2 separate regions of the Hordeum vulgare genome follow, and region 2 is linked to region 1. The links are chromatin contacts, called in public Hi-C maps. All regions are on one chromosome and are shown on one strand. The core of a region is the stretch at or near the end of the contact, and the rest is flanking DNA. Distances in the headings are between cores, read along the strand shown.

Region 1 (4,827 bases), core at 1,451-3,950:
TGTAGTCGTTATATAGGTGATTATAGATATTTCTTGCCGTGCTATGGTTTCATCATGCTAAATATTTAGTTTGTCCTTCACCATGCTATGAGCACAATTTAGCTCGCTAGATGGTAAAGGCAACTTATCTTGACGTCCTTCACGAGTACCAACGTCTGGCTTCCTATTGGCGAACGTTTGATCTCCTATATATGCTTCCTAGGCGGACATGCTCGATCACTCACTCACACGATCACAATGAAAGGTGAGTTCTCCATTGGAGATCGCATCGTGTCCAATGAAAACCTCTAGAACTCGATTTCAGAAATGGTATACTATGTTTATCTTTTTTTGATAACATTATCTTTAATCTTTTCTATAAATATATTAATAATAAAAGGGGTCCACATTCATATTTTGTCGTGGGTCCCCAAAATGTCAGGACCGGGCCTGGTAGTACCACGGCTCGCGGTTCACTCCACGGTCTCCGCGCATCGATTCTACGTGGTATGCCCTGCGCTGCCTCCCTTGGCGCGGGAACGCCATCGTCCGTGTCGGTCTTCGTCACGCTGTCGGGTTCTTCCTCGCCTATTTTAAGAATCGCCGCAAGCTACCGTAAGGCCATGAGAGTCGCTCCTCTTCAGCGACGCTGTGGCTCGCCCACCCGAGCCACGACGCGCCTCTTCTTCGGCGCCGTGGTAGCTCGCCCACCCGAGCCGCGCCGTCCGTCCACTCCTTTCGTCATCCGTCCAGCATCGCCATCGTCTACTCCGACCACTTCATCTGCTCCGACCACCGCGGGCGATATCGCCCCCCTCGCTGATTTGCGCTGCAACCGTCTTTGAGTCTCCTTCTCTGCTGGCCCCTCCGACTCCTTGACTTGGCGTACAGCTTGTGCAGGTCCCTCATCTACGCATGCTCGATGCTGACAACACCGATGTGTGCCTTCGTCCCCGGTGTGTTCCCACGCCTGGCCAACCTGGAGCGACGCAATCGTCAACATCGTCTTTGTCCGTCTATGCATGCCCTATGCTCGCAACACCGATGCGTGCCTTTGTTCACTAAGTGTCCCCGAGCTTAACAAACCGGGCGCGACGCGTCGTCAACTACGTCTCCTTCCTGACGCATCACTTCTACGACACTACTCCGCCCATCCCTAACTCGGCGCCTCCTTGCGCCCGCGGCTTCGCGACGACTTCCACGGCACCGGCTATCCCGACTCGATATCGACCACGACGTTGTTCGCACGGCCACCTCGACGCACGGCTCCCTCGACCATGGCTATACCATCCTATGCTCTCGGCTATCTCGACAACAGCACAAAGGGCTACCGCCTTGCTTGAGAAACGTGGTCGGTTTCCGCTCCAACCATAGCTTCCGTGATTTATGGACCGTTACGATTGTGGGGGATGTCCGTTGGCTTACCTTCGAATTCTTCTCGAGTCTCACCATCCGCATCGCTACCGTTATGACTGTGGGGAGGTGTTGAGTATATTGATTATTAGAAAATATGAAATAGACTAGGATTTGTTCTACATTGTCGTGTATTTCAAGTTAATCATTGTACTTCCATATATATGCACACGAGGCTTAAACAATATAACAATTATTACATCAATATCTCTCTCCTTTTTAACAGGAAGGAGCATGAGCAGGAACTTGTCTCAAAGATCAAAATCCTGCAAGAGAGGTGTTGTTGTGACAAGCGATTGCAACAATGGGCTACTTGTAAAAAATTATGATGGCGGCCATGAGGCACGTGCGTGCAGAGAAGAGGGCGGCACCAGCCAGCGATCCACGGGGTGATTTTCGACGTTTTACTTAGTTTATATTATTGTCTCTCTTTGGGATGTCGTTTTTTCACGTCTCCTGCGGTGATGAAGCATGAACCGAAACCATCAAATACACAAGAGTTGAAAAGGGGACTTGAAAAGCTCAGAAAACGAAAATAAAGAAACTTTCTCGCCCGACCGGAAAGAGCACACCGAAAGACGGGCAGTGCGTCGCTGGTTCGCATTGATCCCAGGATGGATGGCAGGTAGAGGGTAGGGAGAATCTTGTTCGGAGCTGGCACTTGGAACGGTCGCAATGAATTGGTGGAGCTGGAGCATGGTCGTCGCCGACCAAACCGGCTGATGCCATTGCCATATCTGGGCTCTCGCTCCCACTACGAATTTACCCATCGACGTACGACGCAGTGGCAGGGCTCCATCACTGCAGGCAGTGTCGTTGTCCCGTTCAATGCTCTCGACCGGGAGCCACCTGTTGATGCGAGCGGCTGCTGGCATATACAGTAGCATAACTGCGTATGAACGGATCAAACAAAAGACAGGGGAAAGAAAGAACGGTGTTCTCTGCCACTGCCAAAGAGGGCCTCAACTTTTGGGTGCGATCTAGCCACCACTGTCCTCTCCGTCCGCTCTAGAAATTTTTGACTCGTCGACTGTTGCAATCTGGGAAGCCTGAACTTACCCGTGTCCACTAGCCAATCAGCCGGATGCGTCAACGCACCGGGATAACAAAACTACAGTACATGAATCATGGTGTAAGCATTGGATGCTAAAATATGGTCAACTTGCGTGAGCGGTGAGCACGAACTCACACTCACTGTCCGAGGCGTCCAAGTCACGAGGAACTCGCGCTCCTTCACTTCACTGTCTGGTCTGCATGTAGGAACAGCGAAGGCTTTGGCATTTCCATTTGTACTCATGGCGCCAACGTTGACGCTAGCCTAACTCGGCATTTTTCTAGTTTTGACTGATCGGACTCCCTGACTGGAATCGAGGAATCCTACGCATTTGGCAACGTGGTGGCGTCTTACTCGTTTGACCAGTGTGGCTCGATCGATTGTTTGTTTAGAAGGGGTTTTATCGTTTATGCCACCAGTTGTGTCCCACTTTAACGGTTTTGGAAATTCCACAAACTTTGGTAATTCACACTTTAGTGATTTTGGAAAGATTTTTTTTATTTCTTGTGGGTTTTTTCTTCAATGTATTACATTTTTTCCTTTTACGGGGTAAAGGGAGTTTCATTTCATGAAACAGAGTTACAGTCGAGAGGCCACAAGTCCTCAATATATGGAGGAACTGAACCCAGCCACACAGACGTGGCACGTTCAGAGCGGCTATATTTAGCCAATCGATCGAAAACTCTATTTTAAGTACGATGAATTTCAGGGGATAAAACTCCCTATCACGAAGAAGAGCCTTGATCTCTAGCACTAGATGACCATAGGACGAGCGGAGAAGTGCATCATTGGTAAGACTGGAGAGGCTTCATAAGAATCCGATTGCAGCACCACTGGAGAGGCGAAGTGTTGAATGGCAAGGGCCATGCCCATCATGATCGCATGCAATTCGGCTTCGAGTGGATCGTTGCAATGAAAGAGATAGCGATAGGCTGCCAACGGCATTTTCTCTTTCTCGTTTCTGATAATCATGCTCGCCGACGTCGTTCCATCATCTTTCAGGAAGGAGTCATTGACAGACAACGCCATCAAACCAGCTGTCGGGGTCGACCATGGAGCAGCAGCAGGAGGCGTAGACCATACAGTTTCCACAGTGGCTCATTTTTCCTTTCAGGATTTCCTCCGTAGAGAATCGCCCAGCGAGAACAATGGACTTGTAGTAGCTATCTAGGTATTACATTTTTCTGGTTGACCTTTTTAGTTTCATTATTATTATTATTATTATTATTATTATTATTATTATTATTATTATTATTATTATTCAATCCGTCCCATGTATTTCAAATATCCAAAAGTTTTTTAAAATCTGGAGGCCTTTTCTATTTCTTGAAATAATATTGAAATGGTCATATCCACAAACAAATGGTGAAAGCGCAAACATTTTTTGAATTCTTGAATATTTTCAGAAATCATGAACATGTTTGGAAATCAGAAACATTTTTGTATTGCGAATACATTTTTGAATGCATGAAAATCTTTTGAAGATGCTATTACAAGTAATTCACATTCACGGGACCTCTTATATGGCCAATGTGCGACAGGGGTCGTGCAAGGCCGACCCATTTGTGGGGCTGGACGCCCCCTTTTTTTTTCAATTACACCTTTTCTTTTTATTTTCGGTTATTGTTTTATTCTATGTTAAAATTATTCGGGAGTTTCCAGAAAGTGTGAATTGTGAATTGTCAAAAATAGTCACTGAGTTCAAAAAATGTTCATGATTTCAAAAGAATGACCATTTTTTGTATTTAGTGAAAACTTTTTTATTTTGATGAACAATTTTAGAGCCCTTTTTAATAGTGATGGACATTTTGAATATCATGAACAAATTTTGAATACGATGAACACTTTTTTAACTTGATGGGTAATTTTTTATTCAAATACATTGTTTTGACAAATGATAATTTTTTTTATTCCGATGAATATTTTTTAAATTTATGAAAAAAATTAGAAGTTGATTAATATATTTTTAACTTGATGAACAATTTTTGGATTTTGATGATAATTTTTTGAACCTGATGATTGTGTTTCTGAATTTGATGTACATTGTTAGGATTTGATGAACAAAAAAGTGTTCACTAATTTGAAAATAAAATCACAAAAAAGAGAAAGTTAAAGAAGAAAAATAATAAAAGAAAAAGGGACATAGAAAGGAAAAAATAGAAAAACTAAAAGAAAAATAAAAAGCAAAAAAGGAAAAGAAACAAAATGGAAAATGGGGCGGGCCATACTAATGCCTAGCGCGCGAGTGGGTGCGTGCAGGTCGCACGCGCTCATTTTACTAAGAAAACTCATCGCAAGATGTAATGTACTAGTTCAGGAGAATATAACTCTGACTTTTTATCAATTAATTTTTTTGTATATTCATTTTGTAAAAATATCTG
Region 2 (4,827 bases), core at 1,507-4,006, 360 kb before region 1:
GTCATGGTGGCCTTGCACCACATGCACTGCAGCAGCGCCAGCTCAACTCCATCGCCAAATAGAAATAGGGACCCCAATTCCCTGATTCCTTAGTTCTAATTGACATTAAGGTAAGCCGTATAAGTCCTCTAGTGTTTTCTTTTTCCAAAGTTTTTGTTCTTTAATTTCTGTGTTAGAAAACATAAACTTATATGTATAATCTACCAATTTAGATGCTAGCTTAGGTCAATTCAAATATTATTTCCTATAATAACATATAAATTAAGTATGAAACTTTGTACTTACAATCAATGGGTAGTCCAAATAATATATTTCTACTTCCTACTTCCTAGCACACTTTGTCTTCGTATACCAAGTATACCAATTTGACAACTCATTTAACATTTAGTTTACGGTACTTAAAGTTGCAGGAAAGCTAATGGAGAGGTGTGTTTTCAGAAATCAATAATTTTAAAAATGCATGAAATAGTTTATTTGGAGAAGCTTCTTAGAGATACATCTAAAAGGAAGAGGATTGTAGTTACAATCGTAATCAGCATCAGGATGAGGACACAAGCAGTACTTGATGATTTTATGAACCATAGCCTCATCCACTTTGTCAAAAAAGAATTGGTGAACAAAATTCGCAATGAAGTGGTAGTTATATGTTTTCATGCGGTGAAAGGTGTTGCCGTGGGATGAAATGAAAGGTAATGGGCTAAATCTCATTTTCTAATTTTTAGTATCGTCCTTCTTCAATATTTTCATTGTCCCTCGATTTAATAATGTTTCTTTTCTTTTATGTAGGAGATTTGATTCTTACAACAATGTGGCGATGTTCTCTTACGCAACTTTAGAACTAAGATATTTTCATATTGACGTAATTCATTTTGTCTCAAATGGTTAGTTTTCTCTCACTTTTCAATGACTTTTAATATCATGCCTAGAATGAAGTGATTACGCCCATGATTTAGTTTATGTGGAATCTTTTGCCTTGGTGGTTCATGAATATGGTTAATTTTTTTGCCCCCTCTCAACTTTTTTCCTGGGTCCACCCCTGTTTTTGATGAGACAATACCATTGAATGTTCGAACTTGTCAAGTTGTCATTGGTATTTATTTTAGTGTCTGAAGCTAGAACTTGCATTTGCACGAGCGTGTAAATAAATATGATGATAATCTTATCCGTAGACAGACAATGTGATGATGTGGCATCGTATTTTGATTAGCATGCACACATGATGTCACACACATTTCGAACAACGAGCTTGCTTTATACTTTCTCCGTTTGTTTTTAGTCTGTATATAAGGTTTGATCAAAGTCAAGCTTTATAAAGTTTGACTAATTTTATATTAAAAAATATCAACATTCACAATATGAAATCAATATTATCAAATGCACCAAGAGATGTATTTTCATACTATACAATTTTCATATAATAGATATTCATATTTTTGGATATAAATTTGGTCAAACTTTATGTTGTTTGACTTTGACTAAATCTTATACGCTGAGTAAAAAGAAACGGAGGAAGTATATGTCTATTTGACCAGTAAACCTCACATATATCAGAATAAGGGAAGGATGGCGAAAAAAACTGCCACTGCCAAGGCCGAAATTGCGACGTAGCACTAGCAAAATGCTGACGCTAACCACTACAACGTTGGACGAAAACATTTCGTTTCTCGGTCTATATACATTTTATATGAAAAAAAAAGCAAATTTAAAAAAAATTAAATTTTTTTAGAGATATTTTTAAAATAAATTTGACCTTCTATTGTACTTGTGAGAAAAATCCATAAAAAATACACTTTGACGTCTTTTTAAAAAGACAAAATTTCGGTCAAAATAGTGTGAATAGTGACCTGTATTAGCAAATAATTTTTTTCTTTTTTTCCTAGAAGAAAATGTTGGGTTTTTGTGAAATTTATATACTAGTGCAAAATAAAGTTAACTTTAATCCAAAAATAATTCTAAACTTTTGGTTTTTATTTAATTATTAAAAAAATTCCTTATATAGAATGCATATACAACCAGAAACCAAAGTGTATTTCCCCTACAACGCTCAAATTTTGATGGTTTAATTAGGCTGCAGTCTGTGCAGCCCATTTTCATTTTTACTTCTTTAGTATTTCTATAAAGTACATATATTTTAATAATAGTAATAAAAAGAAACTTCAAACATTTACGTGTTAAAGCAAAATGTCCAAGCCTTATAAATATAGAAAATTATTTTTCAAAAAATCATATAAACAAATAAGTATTTCTGTTTTTCTAATTTTTATAATTTCAAGATAATCATAATTATTCAAAATTAACAAAAATGTATGTATTCATAATTTTGATAATTTAAATATGAGCGATGAGGTATATGTTTTCACATTTACTAAAAAATGAATATTTTTGTACTTACTCTAAATGTTTTAAATATAATCAACATGTAAATAAGTGAATATTTTTAAGAAAATACACGATTTTTTATTCTTTTATTTGTACATATAATATTTGTAACACTTATATTCAAAATATACTATGATTATAATTTGCAAAAGAATTACTAACTTATATTTGAAAAATCTAGCATGTGAAAAGTGGGCTGAAGTGCAGCCCACTTAAAAGGAATGAACGTTTTCCTACAAGCTTGTTATCGTTAGAGCAAGTCTATTAGAGACCGTAATATCTAGTATTGTAAAATTATTTTGAGGTATATCACAAAAGTATAGAAGAGTTTTTAGGGAGCACCTATACAGCGCGCATGCATCTCTTAGCGATCCGGCGCCTGCAGCGCCGTTGGCATGGGCTGGCCCATTAGCTTGCTGTCCAGTTTTTTTTATCCTTTTCTGTTGACCCAGTAGGAAAAAAGCCCATATTTCTATTTGTTACGAAAATAAAATTTAAAATTTTAAAAAGTTTAAATATTTAAAGAAAAAGGTTCATCCACTTTAAAAAAGTTCATATCTTTAAAAAAGGTTCATCAATTTTGAAAAAGTTCATCATATTGAAAAAAGGTTCATTGAAATTGAAAAAATGTTCGTCCAATTTGGAAATAGTTGATTAAACCCTTAGAAACTTTATGAAATTTGAAAAAGTTCATAGAAATTCAAAAAAGTTCATGTATTTTTAAAACAAGTTCATTGATTATTTTTTTCATAAACCTTATAAAAGTTTCTCAATTTTTACAAAAAATCATTCATTTTCAAAAATATACCCATTAAATTTCAATAAAGTTTATTGATATTAAAAAAAGTTCATTGAATTTTAATATTTTAGAAAAGGTTCATAGATTTTCAGAAAAAAATGTTTATCAAGCTTAAAAAATATTCGTTGAAATTTTAAAAAAAGTTCATTGAATTTTTTTAAGAAAATCATCAACAGGTGTCTACATGGGCCGGTCAATTTATGAACGCCATAGGCACCAGTTAACAAAAATGCATGTTAACTCACACTGTGATCCCAAATAGGAAATGGGAATGATTTATTTCTCGGTAGAACAGATCGTGTATAAATGATTTCCGGTCAAATATGAAGCCCACATGTGAGTAGTTAAATTTGCAACAAGATCCGTGTAAGCCTCATAAACCTAAAATTCAGATTACAATTGGGTCCTACGGCTCCTCCCTGTGTCGCTTGCACACCGACCACCTAAGGAACTCGCGGTCGCTAGCTTGTCACACGCTGACCACCGCATGGACTTATAGTGGATGTTGGAAGATTAGGCAAGTTCATGATTAATTTCAATAAATAAATCATGACTAAAAGAAAAGGTATCATGCAATACTCTAGCAATCTAGAAGAGCAACCGAACATGCACAACATCACCGCGTAAGAAGCAGTGAACATTAACAAATTATAAGTAACGTATTGCTCGTTAGTTGCAGCAGGAGTGACTGTGTTGATGATGATGTTGGCGACGATCCTTTGTTGATGGCGATGAGGACGATGATGAGTAGCACCGTCCGACTTGGACGATAGATGACCCTTGGTGAAGACATTGAGTAGTCGTGCAAAGCGCTTCCCAAAAACCTAATTCGTCCTCTTACGATGCAGGATCGCAAGGACGAAAGGTTCCGGAGACCTGCTCTCTCGCATGCCGGTGCATGCGGACGCTCGAGATGAGGTAGACTACGACGGCGGCACACATTGTGAGACGAGGCAAAACCCTAGATGTTTTTGGTGTATCTTTGGCCGGCCATGGTAAGCAGTATATATAGGAGGATCAAGGTCGGTACCGTGTCGCGATCACGTCTCAAACGGACTTGGTTTTCAAGTCGTATACTTACCGGACAAGAAATTCTCAACTTGTCTGCCAAGACATAAAAATAAAATGGCAAAAGGAAGCCGTGCCCCCGCAAGGAAACATATCGGAATTCGGCGGACCATTCACGCGCATGTCGCACGTACGCGCCGCCCGACCCGGCCAGGAGAGGCGAGGCGAGGCGAGCGAGCGCGCGCGCGTGTGGTCTTCTCCTTTCCGTTCTCAACACATACATAGAATGGTGGGGAGAACTCACTATATAAAGAGGTCCAACTCTTCCTCAACTAGCGGTATGAGACTAAACTTTAGCACCACCACACCACCACTTGCCATTTTACTCATGGGCTCAATTTGAGATTTCAGAATTTTTAGATGGGCCAAGCCCATTAATTATAACAATCCCCCATAAGATCTCAAATACCCATTTAGAGATTTGCCTTTTCTCTCGACTTGTTTAATATACGAGTGTTTCAGCAGAGACTATTAAGTTGAACTTCTGCCTAGAACTTTAAGCTACATCCATCCACAACTTGACAATGGACTTATACCTTGAATTGCTAGGTTTATGTGAAGAGGTTTCACTCATTAATTCT

The links. A called contact is a pair of places that touch in the nucleus more often than the background predicts.
Region 2: a Hi-C map of seedling shows a contact between it and region 1, with 2.7 times the contacts expected there. The contact joins two enhancer-like sites. A contact is called at or near these places in 2 of 6 Hi-C or Micro-C datasets (leaf and seedling).

The regions. Positions count from the first base shown.
Region 1 is chr7H:579,894,039-579,898,865 of MorexV3_pseudomolecules_assembly, reverse strand. No RefSeq gene overlaps it. Among protein-coding and RNA genes, the nearest start is that of LOC123412436, 23 kb to the left of the region's middle. Within about 2 kb of position 2,700, at least 3 of the 3 cell types and tissues checked have open chromatin away from gene starts, as enhancers often do. A contact at or near this core is called in leaf and seedling, where this site is marked.
Region 2 is chr7H:580,251,075-580,255,901 of MorexV3_pseudomolecules_assembly, reverse strand. No RefSeq gene overlaps it. Among protein-coding and RNA genes, the nearest start is that of LOC123411766, 48 kb to the left of the region's middle. Within about 2 kb of position 2,756, at least 3 of the 3 cell types and tissues checked have open chromatin away from gene starts, as enhancers often do. A contact at or near this core is called in leaf and seedling, where this site is marked.